Regions from separate parts of the Sus scrofa genome. Here region 1 is linked to region 2. The links are chromatin contacts, called in public HiChIP or PLAC-seq maps. All regions are on one chromosome and are shown on one strand. Each heading gives the region's core, a stretch centred on a gene start, on an enhancer-like site or on the middle of the called end of the contact. The rest is flanking DNA. Distances are from core to core; before and after follow the strand shown.

Region 1 (7,127 bases), core at 581-3,080, 390 kb after region 2:
ACAAATGAAGTTATTTACAAAACATAAATAGACTCACAGACATAGAAAACAAACTTATGGTTACTGAAGGGGAGAGAGGGCCTGGAAGGATAAATTAGGAATTTGTGATTAACATGTACATACTACTACATGTAAAATAGATAACCAACAAAAACCTACAGTACAGCACAGGGCATTGTACTCAACATCTTATAATAATTTATAATGGAAAAGAATCTTAAAAAGTGTATATATACACACACACACACATATATATATATAACTTTGCTGTATACCTGACACTAAAAAGTGTGTGTGTATATATATATATATATACACACACACACACATATATATAAACACCTTGCTGTATACCCAACACAAACATAATTTTGTAAATTGACTACATTTCAACAAAAATGTTTTAGAAGACCTGGCATTTACCAAAATCTCACGTGGCCTCAGTCACTTTTTATACACTATTTTTCATCTTCCCAACCACTCTCTTAGGAAAATATTATTATTATCCCCATTTTAAAGATGAGAACTGAGACTCTAAGAGAGCGAGTCACCAGCTAAATAAGTGGGTTGACCTAGAATTGAAACCCAGACCCAACCAACTTCAAGCTCGGGCATACCTCTCAGGCAAGGATGGCTTGGGCAAAGGGCCCCGGGAAGTGCTTACTACAAAACAAGGTGATGCCTGAACAAGGAGAAACCACACAGATCCTGGGTCGACTTCTCAGCAGCCTCCACCCCAGGCCTCCCAGCCTGGCTCATGGAGCCTCCTGGAGTTGGAGGAGGGAGAGAAAGGGAACAAACAAACCAAGTTTCCCTTTCCAGTTAAACAGAAATGGAAGCTCTCGCACTGCTCCCTGACAGCAAAACTACAAAAGGATATTGCAGGAGGCAAGGCGAGGCACCTGTGGTACATAAATATTTAACTTTTGTTGCAGGGAAGTGCAGGATGAGGCAACACTTGGCTGCTTCTCAGCCAGCGGAGCGGGGCTGCCATATACCCCTTGGAGCCTTGATTTTGTCGTGATTGCTCTTTCTCTAACTATTAAGAGAGGAAGGGGGCTGGGGTGTAAACAAAATTAACAGTAATTTATGATCTGAAAAGGGACAGCGGGAGTTTGAAATCTGTCTGCATTAGGACACCTTCCCTGCCCTCCACTGGAACCCCAAGCCACGAGATCCTGTAGGAAAAGGATGTTTATACAGCGGTCCTGGCAGGAGAGCTGCTTTTCCTTGTGCCCAGAGGGCAAGGTTCAGCCAACTTTCCAGAGGGGCCTGGCCTGCGCTAAGTATGCTGCTGGGACCCTGTCCCCTGCGTGGGCGGATCCTGAGCTTTTTAGATCTTTGTTTTATTTTACTTCTTTCTTGTTCAGTGATCCCTCCCTGTTTTCTGCAGGGACCTCCCGGGCTGCCCCTCCTCCACCTCAACCACTGGCCCACCAGGAAAACTGCCAGGAGGGACACCCAGCAGCTCCTGGGCGGGAATTTTTCCCGTGCATCTGCCTTTGCTAACTCCTGACTCTTGGAGACAAAGGTTTACCCCGCCTCTCTAAGGCATGTTTTGTGCCACGCAGTTTCACTTCGCAAGACCTACTTTTCAAGGCGAGGACTGGCAAGGCCACACTATGCAGCAACTTCAGCTGGAGTCAAAAAGAAAGCCAATGGAGCCCCAGGATTTTGTTTCTTTCTTTCCTCTGTCCCGTCTTTTCGGGTGGGCATTGGGATGGGCCTGGCCCGGCTTGGAACCCTGTCTCTGGCAGCCGGTTCATAGTCCACTCAACATTGAGGATGTGATCACGCCTTCAGATGAATCTTGGAGCTGAAGGAAGAGACAAAAAGAAAATTTCATAACCCACCCAGAATCTCTTCGCTGAAGTGCCACACGCTCTTACGCCTTCACCAGCTAGTCTCTCAGATCACTAGCGACCCCAAGTGGCCAACTTTGGATGATGGTCATTTTTTTTTTCTGCAGAAAGTTTTTTACTCCTAAATCCTGATAGAATTTAAAAACTGCAGAGCTGAAAGATCCATTAATGTCACCTGACCCAATCCCCCTTTTTACAGGAAGGAGGGGTCCAGAGAGGTAATGAGGGATTCCTAAAATCACACAGCATGTTAGGATCAAGTTGGGAAGCAAGGAAAGTTTGCAAGAGACTCTGTGGGACCAGATTTTAGTTCCTTAACAGAAGGGACAAAAGGTTTTTTTCTCCCAGGCTACAAAAGAAACACTGCTATTATGAAAGATCACCACGGTGAAGCTGCATGTTTTTTTTTGTTTGTTTTGTTTTCTTTTTTTCTTTTTAGGGCCACACCCATGGCACATCCAAGTTCCTGGGCTAGGGGTCTCATCGGAGCTGCGGCTGATCCAACAGCAACACCAGATCCAAGCCACGTCTGCGACCTACACCACAGCTCACAAAGCCGCCTGTCCCAACAGACCCGAAGTTCCACTGGCTACACAATCAATGCACACATTTCTTTTCCTCGTCTATGCCTAAATTGATCATGACAATTAATCAATTAATCATGACAAGTGTGGGGCCAGCCTGGGAGAGAAAGAGAAAGTCAGAATTTGGCAAATGTGGTTTAGATGCTAATTCCCAAAGCCTGAGCCTGGCCTCGAGTCAAGAAGTTGGCATTTGGTTCCCATCCTCATAACAGCCCTGCTGAGTGGACACTATCCCTCCCACCTTAGAAATGAGAAAATGGGAGTTCTAGTCATGGCTCAGAGGAAACAAATCCGACTAGGAACCATGAGGTGGCGGGTTCGATCCCTGGCCTCGCTCAGTGGGTTAAGGATACGGCATTGTGGTGAGCTGTGATGTAGGTGGCAGTCGCGGCTCAGATCCTGTGTTGTTGTGGCTGTGGCTTTGCTGTGGCTATGCCGTAGGCTGGCAGGTGTAGCTTCGATTGGACCCCTAGCCTGGAAACATCCATATGTTGCATGTGCGGACCTAAAAAGAAAAAAAAAAAAGAAAGAAAGAAAGAAAGAAAGAAATGAGAAAATGGAGGCTCAGAAAACTTAACTTGCCTCAAATCACTCAGCTACTAAAGTGCAAAGCCAGCTCTCTGTGAATGCCTTGATTTACCTATCCATCAAATGGGATAGTAAAAACCTACCTATAAACCCAGAAAATGTCAATGTAGAAAGGGGCCTCAGAGGAGCCCCCTTCCAAATCAAATAGACCCCTCGTGCATAAAACAGACAAAAAGTGTTTGTTTGTGATAATGTCCATCAAAGACAATATGGGTCCTGTTTAAATGAACACCAGGAGAGCCCACTGACCTTAAAATCTGGAACCTCTAAGGCTTTGGTCCACTCTTCCCCACAGTGTCACCTCTCCCTTGAGTGTCTCAAGTATTCTCCTCCTGTACAGTGGGCTGGCCCCTGGCCTGACACCCCCTCCCCTCAGCAGCTCTGTCCCAGGAATGCACAGAATTCCCTTTACTGTCGGCTCTGAGCTCCATGGACACAGTCTGGAATTTTCCCAATGCCATGCTTACACTTACTGCAGGAGACTAGAAGGTCAGTGAACACAAAGAGTGTGAGGGAAACCTAAAATCCATCTGGTTTACAAAGCCTGAAATTCTCATCCAGATTTTTCAAGAAGTGGTTCTCTCCAGAGTTAGCAAATCCTGTTCTGTTCCCAGAAGAGTCTTACGATAAAACCCTCCGTGTAAATTGTCACAGTCCTTCTGCAAAAACAGTGTGGCCACATGCTTCAAGGTCTGTGAAAGAGTCCTACCCTTTAGCTCAGTAAGTCCACGTCTGGCAATGCACCCGAATGGAATCACCAAAATTGCAGCTGGTAATTTACACGCAAAGACTACCATCACTCATTTGCTATGATTACTTAAAAAAAAAAAACAAAAAGACAGAGGCAAGTTATACAACAATAGGGCTTACGACATAACCAGAAGATGGAAGCATACATAACCATCAAAAAGACATTTTCAAAGTATTTTTAATGACACTAAATGGAAAAAAAGCATTTCAAATGGTGTTAAGTGAAGGAAGCAGGGTGCAAAAGGGGTACACCTGATGCGATCAAATATTTTAAACCAAAATAAGTGAAGTACAAGTGTAGAGGGGAAAAAAAGAGAGAAGAAACTTGCTAACATGTTCACAGTCGTTAGGACCAAGTGGCAGGATTAACATTGATGTCTTTCCTCCTTGTCTTTTTGTTTTAGTTTTACTGTGAGGCTGCAGGAATTTACAATCTGAAAATAAAACAGTCTTTTTTAAAGAGGTTGACCCTGTAGCCCCAAAGCTGCTGCATTTCCTCAGGCCACATCTTCCTTCCCCTGCTCTGCCTTCACCTTGCTCAGCTCGATGCATGGTCCTCCACCGGCCTCACTCCTGCCTGGACCTTCCTCCTGGACTTTCTGCTAGTCCACCTGAGAGACCCAGGCAATGAGGGGACCCTTCCAAGGGCCCCTCGGAATCACATTTATCAAAATGAAGTTTCCCCATCTCAACTCCCTACCACGCCGTAGAGCAACCCGGCCAGACCTACATACCGAGCATCTTAGAAGGTTCTTTTCTTTTCTCTTGGTTGAAAGGCTAGGGTCTTTGTAAATTTGGAATCCATTTGCCTAATATTTATGGAGTGTCCAGGCCCTGTTCTAGCAGGATACAAGAACAGGTCCCCACCCTCAGGGCGTCGGCATTGGGGGCAGAGGGGCTGCCGCAAATAATAAATAATCATACAAATAAAAAGAGTATCAGCTATGATCACACCACGCTCAGGGGGACTAGGGCTGCCTGAGATGGTCACTCTTCAGATCTCGATGGCACAGACGCAAGGGAATATCCAGATGCACACTGATGCCGAGACGTTGGGAGAAGCCGTTTCTCCAGGATTCTTGCACTGATGGTGAATGTTAGAGGCAAGAACTCTGTCGAAGGAAACTGTGGGAGACTGGGCAAGGTGGATGTGTGTGCACTGGGTGGTGCCGGCTGACCTGAGCTTCCTGATAAGGACCCCTCCCTCCCCCACAAGTGACAAGTGACGCGGGTTAGGAGAAAGGCACCGGAAGAGGATTGGGAAGGGATTTTTGAGACTTAAATCGCCCTGCTTAGAAAGCAGATTCCTGTCAATGGGCTGTAGGTTGCCTGTTGCTTATTTCTGGTGGGAACTAGTGATTTTACCCAAAGAACGACAAAAGCCTTAAAATCACTAGTAGTCATCATGGTTTGATCTTGGAGTTCCTGTTGTGGCTTGGCGGAAACAAATCTGACTAGCATCCATGAGGACACAGGTTCGATCCCTGGCCTTGCTTAGTGGGTTAAGGATCTGGTGTTGTCCTGAGCTGTGGTGTAGACCACAGACGTGGCTCAGATCTGGCATTGCTGTGGCTGTGGTGTAGGCCAGCAGCTATAGCTCCAATTCTACCCCTAGTCTGGGGACCTCCATATACCTTGGGTGTGGCCCTAAAAAGACTAAAATAAAATGGCTTGATCTTTCTTAAGCTTCATCTGTGAATACCTTAGAGTCTGAGGTCCTGGCAGCTTCAGTCAAATGTACAGCAGATTTAGGAAAAATATTGTACAGTAGATTTAGGAAAACTGAGAGTCTAAACTGAAAAGGAGGGGAAACCGCAGACCCGCCTCTGCTCTCCCATCACCACACTGGAACACACCCACAACACACACACACTCACACTCATCCTCCCTTCCTGGATCACCTACGGTGACACCTGAGCATCCATTCAGAAAACTTTCCTACTTTTCTCTAGCTTCCATAACACTTCTTTCTGGACAAAACATGCAACAGGCGGGAAACTGTCACTAAATCACCAAAGGTCTCATCAAGCACCAAACAACAGAGCGGGAAATGGTTTGAAACTGATTGTGACAGATTTAGGCAAAGGATGCTGTCCTGAGGAATTGCCCTTTGCACAGGAAATAGGTGACCTAAGGTGGGTGTTTGGGGGAAGGGAAGGAACGGACATAAATCAGGGACACGGCACACACCCCTTGGCTCTCGGGCCCGTGGAAAATTTTTAGAGAAAACCCAAGGAAAAAAAAAAATGGAACTAGCTCCAAATACAGACGTCCACTTCCAACCCCAGGAAGCAGGAAGGTGAGGTGGACTAAAGCATCTTGCAACCTTCCTAGAAATATTTAAAATGAACATGCACCCCTTTGAATGTGTTACCTTTGAATCCGGCCTCCAGAAACTCCTTTCTCTGGTTATTTAAACCACATAACAAATTGACACGTAAGCAGATGCTGCCTTGTTCCCTGAATGTTCAGTGTATGCTTTGTTTCTCTGAGTGTATCAATGGGTCTCAGAGGCAGAAGCCATAGCTGGTCCTTGCACTGAGCCCTGGCTGCTAGCAGTTGTTCAATACATGTGTATCGATGGCCTGAAACCCAAATCTCAAAAAGGGGAGGGTCTATAGGCACATATTAACTGTTAATAAAATGCACATAAGCAGCCAGATTGTGTAGATAAAGGGTTTATGGAGCTATTGGTAATCTTCGTAATGATAAAGAAATACTTCTTTACAATGAACAAAGCACCTTCATAAACTTTATCTCTTAGCTCCCATAACAGACGTGAAATAAGTATTGAGGTTAATTCTCCAGTCCCAGCACCTTTCTGAGACTGTAACCAGATGGGCTAATTACTCAGTTCATAAAAGAATATGCCCACTCCAACCCAGGAATCCCAGATCGAGCTGCGTTGGCAGAAACAAACAGCAGTGAGCTTTCCTTGCACATCTCCAAAAAGACATGTGTCTGGACAGCAGCGGCTCTAAATAGCAAAGGGAATTCACCTGGGAAGAGAGACTATGGACTCGATTTTTCATTTTCCTACCATTATTAATTCAGTTCTTGTTTGTAGTCATTTTTACTTCATTTTGTGTTTTGAATATAAATTTTTGAATAGCTTAGCCCCCGTCTGTCCAACAAATATCTGATACTAAAAACAAACAAACAAACAAACAAAAACCTAAAATGAGCTGGGGAAAGAAAAACTAGAAAATGGTTTATGCCGCAACCTATTCCAGCTTGGTTTATTTTATTTTGACACGGAGCCCCAGTTTGAACCAGGAAACTCATTAATAAACCTGTTCTTACAATGTTTCTAGACCAATTTTTCAATTTTAAAGGCTTTGAA
Region 2 (6,962 bases), core at 4,231-6,730:
CAGAGCCTTTGCACAGGCTGTTCCCTCTGCCTGGGTGCTCTTCCCCGAGATGCGGGCAACCTTATCTTTTCGTTTCCTGAAGGTCTCTGCTAAAATGTGCCCTCATCAGAGAGACTGTCCCTGATTCACAGTACCTAAACAAGCACACCACCTCTGTCACCTCCTCCTCTTCTCTTCCCGGCCTCAGCTTTGCCTTCTTCACGTCACTTAGCAGAACCCAACCTGTCTTGTTCTTCTCTGTGTTTGTTTATAACCTCTCACCTCAGCCCCAAATTGTGCCTGGAACACAGGCGGCTCAATAAATACATTGATGGAACGCACCTCATTTTTTTCACCTCTAAAATGGAGATGATACTATTACTTAATAATAACAACAATGTTATTCATAACAATACTGTCGTTAATAATAATAATTTCATTATTAAAAGATAGCAAGCGATGCCCCGCATCCTGCTAAACACTCTGCCTGCCTTATCTCACATACCCCCAAACACAACCGCATGAGACTGAAATGTTTGAAAGGATCGCCATCTCCCCACTTTGCAGATGAGGAGACTGAGGCTCAGAGGGTGTGCGCTGCTAGTTCTGCCTACGTCTCCGAAGTAGCAGCCAAAGCCAGGTGTGGCCTCTAGAGCGAAAAGGAATAAGGAAGGGGCAAGCACGCCGAAAGCGGGGTGCTCTCTGCAAATGAGGGAAATGGCTGTTTACATCCCCACTGGCACAAGAGCTCCCTGCAGGATGCGATTAGTGCGGGGGGGATGGAGGTGCTCCGGTTCCGCGTCTCAGTGCGTCCGTCACCGTCACCGTGACTCAGACGGACCCGCTCAGGTGCTAAAAGAACTTTCGCCCCCACAGCCCCGCTTGGGAAGGGTGTGTGCTAAGTCCGTTTTTTGATCAGATAACAACTTGACACTAATTCTTCCATTCTCCGCTGGCACCCGACTGGGGCGACGTTATCACCCGTGGGTTATCTGCCCGACCTGGAAGGAACTCGGGCTAAGGTACAGGAAAAAGGTGGGGGTATTGTTGGGGCTTCCTGCTGGCCAGCACACTGGCCTATTGTTGGGTTTATTTTTTTAGACTATCACATCACAATGATTTCGGCAACATCCTTTTTCCATCCTGGACCTGATGCAATATTTATTGAACTCTACAAACTGCGTCAATAGGCGATTTCTTTCTGTATCATTGCCCACGGTTTCTAAGGGTATCCTTTTTCTTTAATCCATTAAAAGATTTTGCTCATTTGCTCCGTGTCAACCCACCCTCCCAACTGGAAGTCATAAATTTTTTTAAATAAAAAGATGCCTCAGATAGAACCTTGCTAAACCACTACATTTTTAAAAATAACAACAAAATGGCATTTCTTCTCATGGGTCAGGCATCCTACGTTGCACCGTCTTATGGCAGTGCTCTCACACCCCATAATTGTGAACTTTTACCATTTTACAGATGAGGAAACTGAGCTAAGAAAATGGATTTTTTTTTCCCTTTTAGATCCATATGCTGGCTTATTTAAGTGATTGCTTTCCAATTGTGACTTCCCCATCCTATTACTTCTTCTTTATTTAGAGAAGCCCTTTCAGTGTTTCTTTGAGAATAGGTTTAGTATTGCTGTACTCTTTTAGCCTTTGTTTGTTGGAGAAATTCTTTATTTCCTCTTCTATTTTAAAGGATACTCTTGCTGGGTAGAGTTCATTGCAGCACTATTCACAAGAGCCAAGACATGGAAACAACCTAAATGTCCATCGACAGAGGAAAGGATTAAGAAAATGTGGTATATATATGTACAATGGAATACTACTCAGCCAGAAAAAAGAACAAAATAATGCCATTTGCAGCAACATGGATGGAACTAGAGACTCTCACACTGAGTGAAGTAAGTCAGAAAGAAAAAGACAAATACTGTATGATATCACTTATATCTTGAATCTAATATAGGACACAAATGATCCTTTCCACAGAAAAGAAAATCATGGACTTGGAGAACAGATTCGTGGTTGTCAGGAGGGAGGGGGAGGGAGTGGGATGGACTGGGAATTTGGGGTTAATAGATACAAACTATTGCCCTTGGAATGGATAAGCAATGAGATCCTGCTGCATAGCACTGGGAACTATATCTAGTCACTTATGACGGAGCATGATAATGGGAGAAAAAGAATGTATATATGTATGGGTGACTGGGTCACCTTGCTGTACAGTAGAAAATTGACAGAACACGGTAAACCAGCTATAATGAAAAAAATAAAAATCATTTAAAGAAAAAAAATCACACAATGACTGAGTGGCCGAGAAGTTACTCAAAAATACAAAGAGAAATCATCTTTGTTGAAAACCTGCTTTGTGCCAGGCACATTCCATCATGAAATGACAATAAGAGTAGCAATTCTAAAAAGAATAGTCATAGCTAATATAGAGAGAGCTCTTAAAATGTGTCAGGCACTATGCAAAATGCTTAATGCAAGTTAAAAAAAAAATTCCTCCTCTCCAATTTGAAGACAAGCACTAGAATTATCCCCATTTAACAGATGAGAAAAAATCTCTCAGAGCAGCCAGCCCATCATGGAGACAGGATGCAGAGACCCAAACCTGTCTGGCAACGTGGCCCTTGCTGTCCTATAAATACGGAGAAAACACACACAGCGTGAAACTCTCCTAAGCCCTAACCTAGCCACAAGGGGTTTTGTGATTTTTAAATGCCCACACCCTTATACACAAGGTCTAGAGGCTGCCAAGTATCAACTGTGCGACCTCAAGCAGATGTCTCAACGTCTCTGGCCCCCTGTTTGTTCCTCTGTAAAAGTCCAGGTGAACCACGCAGCATCCTTGGTCCCCCCTGCATCCAAATGCTCTCTGGTTCCTGGGCAGAGTTTAAAAATGACCTCATTCAAAGAGCACTAGTTTCATGCCCAGCTTATCCAATGAGAGCCTCGACAACGCTGAGGCAATATTGGCAGTGAGCCACGAGTGTGGACTAAGTTACGCCTGGTGAATTTATTTCATATCCAGCAGTATATTGACCTTGGCAACACCGTTGTTCTCTACCACAAGGATCCATATCTGCCCAGTGAAAAAAATTGGATACCCCAGGAGCAGAATTACAGCTACAAAAAAAAAAAAAAAAAAAAAAAATCAATCTAAAATAATTTGCCAAAAAGGCAGGCATTAGTCCTGAAACAAGGATTTCGTAGCTGAAAGGTAGTTGGCACGTGACCTAAGAAGAACCACCCCTACCCACCCACCCACCCCACCATGCAGGTTACTCCACTGGGGCCAGGAGGGTGTCCCCCTTGCTTGACCTTAAGTCTGTAAAGAAGGTAGGTATTAGGGCATTCCCGTCGTGGCGCAACGGAAATGAATCTGACTAGTATCCATGAAGATGCCGGTTCCATCCCTGGCCTTGCTCAGTGGGTTAAGGATCTGGTGTTGCCGTGAGCTGTGGTGTAGGTTGCAGACATGGATTAGATCCTGCATTGCTGTGGTTGTGGCTGTGGCTGTTGGTTACAGCTCCGATTTGACCCCCAGCCTGGGAACCTCCATATGCCTTGTGTGTAGCCATAAAAAGACCAAAAAAAAAAAAGTATATATTAAAAATAATCATCAGACAGTTCACAAAATTGTTTGTCCTACAACCAGATTTTTTTCTATTATCATTTTTTTTCTTTTTATGGCTGCAATTGCCATCTATGGAGGTTCCCAGGCCAGGAGTCAAATTGGAGCTGCAGCTGTAGGCCTGTGCCACAGCCACCAAAATGCCAGATCTGAGTCACATCTGTGACCTATGCTGCAGTTTGCAGCAACGCTGGAGCGAGGCCAGGGATCAAATCTCATTCTCAAAGACACAATGTTGGGTTCTTAAATTGCTGAGCCATATCAGAAACTCCTATTATCTTATATCTACTTTACAGATAAGGAAATTTAGATTCACTAAATTGCTAGAAAGAGGTGGAAAAAAAAAATGTGGGGACTGTTTCAGTCAACGCCCAGCCAGTTTTACCCTGAATCACTGTCTGGTGGGGTTTCTCAACTATGGCACCATAGATAGCTGGGCTCAATAATTCCCTGTTGTGGGGGGCCGTCCTCGACACTGATGTTTAGCAGCATCCTTGATCCCTACCTGGTAGATGTCAGCAGCCCTCCTGTCTAGTTGTGACAGCTGAAAATGTCTCCAGGCAGTAACAAGTGTTCTCTGTGAGGCTTATTAAAATGCAGATCCCTGGGGCCCGAGGAAAAGCCAGAGCTACAGAGGTTCAATGAATATGGGATGGGTAATGTTTCCTGCTGGGCTAGTAGATTCGGAATTGTCACTGCTGTGGCTCCGGGTCGATCCCTGGCCTAGGGAACTTCTTCATGATGAGGGTGTGGCCAAAAAAAAAAAAAAAAAAAAAAAACCACCCTCATTCAAAGAATACAGGATGAGTGATAAGTCAAGTCTTTCTCTCCCTCGTAGACTGAAGTCAAGCCCAGGCCCACGTGACTCCATTGATTTTCTCGCTGAGACCAGGCCTCCTTCCAATCACAGGTATTATCATGCTGAACCCCCACTTTACAACTCCCAAGTCTTCTCCTCATTGGCTGCAGAATCACGGAGAGACATCATTTCCAGTCCCAGCCCTGATCTTCCCACCGCACGGTTGCAGCAGACATTTCCCAGACACACTCTGCACTGCCGCTCCTCCTCGACCCTGGCTGTTCCCTCTGCCTGAAATGCTGTTCCTGTCTTCCGAGACTGTGACGGCATGCATTTGTCCTCCAAAACCCATTCACCTGCTGTGAACACGCCACTGGACCTCAAGAACTATCAGAATTGAATTGACTCCTTGCTCAGTTGCCCCCAGCACTGGACTCCCTCAAGCTACCCAATCCCCTGAGATTTCAGTTTTTTCTTTTGTAAGACGGGCACATTGATGTCTTCCTTACCTGAGTGTTATGAGAAATAAAGGATGTCAAGTGACTGCCACCTAATAAGTTCTCAATGAAAAGCTCCTTTATCTTGCGCTTCTTATCAATCTGTGAAAATTGACCAGAATGGGCTCACTCTCTGGGCTACACCCTCTTCCCACGTTTCATATATAGACATAGACCCAGAAACCTTAAAGTCTCCTTCTTCTGAGGAATATTCCATTTTCCCCATCTTTGGATAGTAGATTCTTCCCTTAAATATTTGGAGCTAGGAATACAAGTTTGATACCAGGGTAACTATAGAAACAGCCCTATCTTGTGTGAATCAAAGAGCCTCCAGCTTTGGCCCTGAGTTCTCTCTAAACAGTGCTATCTGCGACCCACACTGTGTGCCACCGACAGGAGTTTTTAGAAAAGGCTTCCCGTTTCCCACGGGAATATAAGGAAATTGGAATTATTCAAGCAAACGATAACAGGAGAAACAGGAACAACGCCACAGAGTCCTCCACCCCTGACGTCCAGCACAGGCGAACTTCTTTGTGTAACACTTCTAAGGATGCCAAGCCCTGCAGAGAGAGATTGGTCACCAGGAAAAGGAAGAGGACGAGGAAAGGGAAGAGGCTACCAAGGGTCACAGGCAGCTAAGTGGAGGAGCCATCCATCACCAGCCTTCCCGGGCAGCCGGCATGCTTCCAGTCACAGAGGGCACCAGCCAAGGACAGAGGGAAAAACAACCTTGCCTTTGCTTTATTTGCGAAGCGAACAGACTCCTTAAGAGTATTGATGTACTGACTAATGATTCTGACATCCCGCGTGCCGAGCGCTTACATGCTTAAAGGGCAAGAGTTACAAATCAACAAGTTATTAATTTAATTTCTCTTTGAAAAGGCGCCAGAGGTAGAGAAAGCAGGACCAGTGGAGCATTTATCATGTTCATTTCCAAAGAACTTCAGCCCCTCCTTGCTTGGCGAGTGAATCTCAAACATCAGGATGTCGAAGGCATAGGCTGGGTGGCTTATGAACGTGCAGACCCCTGGGCCCCATCTTTGGCTATTTCTGCCTCATGAGGTCTTGGTTCGGGCCAGAGAAGTTTTAGTTTTGCTAATCACCTGCCACATCCAGCGATGGCGATGCAGGGCAGCAGCAAAGCCCTCTGAGGAACACCGCCTGCCCGAGCTGAGCCTCTTCCTTGACAGTGGCTCCTGGACCACATCTCCCGACCCCCTGGCATGGAGCTGGAGCCAGGTGACCAAGTTCTGTCTGCTGAGGGGATAAAAGTGACATGCACCACTGCCTCCTGGACCCCCTGCTCCATCCTCACTCTGTGGCTGTTGGCTGCCTGGAGGCAGAGGTACGAGGGGATGCCCTGGGTGGAGGAGGGGACATGGCTGTTCCTCGGCTCAGTGAAGAGATCCAGAATGGTCAAGTGGCTCAGAACCCGCTAGGGACGGTCACACGAGCGAGAGAGGGGTAAAACAAAACCAAAACCAAAACCAAACCAACAAAAACCAAAATTTAAAAAAAAAAACCTTTATTTCATGAAGCCCTCATAGCTAGATGGAATGCATTTACACCACTCTTTTCTATCCTGCAATTTTACCTGATCTTTATTCTGAAGATCCAGGGCTCATGTTTTAAGCACAGAAGAACCCGTAAAAAAAACCCAGAAGAAAGCCAAAGGGTGGTTCATGTTAATATCCAATCCTACCCTCAGTTTTGAGAGCAAAAACCTCTTATAATCTAATAGGTCTCTTAGAATGTCTTTGCACATCCAAGATGATGCCTTCAACCTCTATGCATGGCAGTGCCAAATTAATCCAGTAGAAGTTAACCTCAGGTAAAAGGTGAAGGCTAAAGACTAGGGTAGGTAATTAATTGTCTGCAGAGTCTTAAAGCCCCTCTCGGGGAATACAAAGAAAACAAAAGAAAACAAAAAACGTGGAAAAAAAGAACTTATCCAGAAAGAGTCAACCTTGCTACCGGTCCTGCCTCTGAGGGGTGATATGCAGCACCCGGGTGAAGACTCTGATCAGCAAGACCGTCCTCCTGGAGGTGGAGCC

The links. HiChIP or PLAC-seq counts read pairs in DNA pulled down with a chosen protein or histone mark.
Region 1: a contact with region 2 is called in an H3K27ac HiChIP or PLAC-seq map of skeletal muscle, with 12 times the contacts expected there. The contact joins two enhancer-like sites. A contact is called at or near these places in 1 of 47 Hi-C or Micro-C datasets (alveolar macrophages) and 1 of 2 datasets of contacts at active chromatin or transcription factors (skeletal muscle).

Annotation. Positions count from the first base shown.
Region 1 is chr8:12,397,026-12,404,152 of Sscrofa11.1, forward strand. LOC100739688 (a long non-coding RNA gene) reads right to left here. Exons shown (of 8, transcript XR_304761.3): 6 at 1,592-1,816. Among named protein-coding and RNA genes, the nearest start is that of QDPR, 150 kb to the right of the region's middle. Within about 2 kb of position 1,831, at least 37 of the 83 cell types and tissues checked have an H3K27ac peak or open chromatin away from gene starts, as enhancers often do. A contact at or near this core is called in skeletal muscle, where this site is marked.
Region 2 is chr8:11,999,386-12,006,347 of Sscrofa11.1, forward strand. All of the region lies in intron 1 of LDB2 (LIM domain-binding protein 2), which reads right to left. Among named protein-coding and RNA genes, the nearest start is that of LDB2, 35 kb to the right of the region's middle. Within about 2 kb of position 5,481, at least 10 of the 83 cell types and tissues checked have an H3K27ac peak or open chromatin away from gene starts, as enhancers often do. A contact at or near this core is called in skeletal muscle, where this site is marked.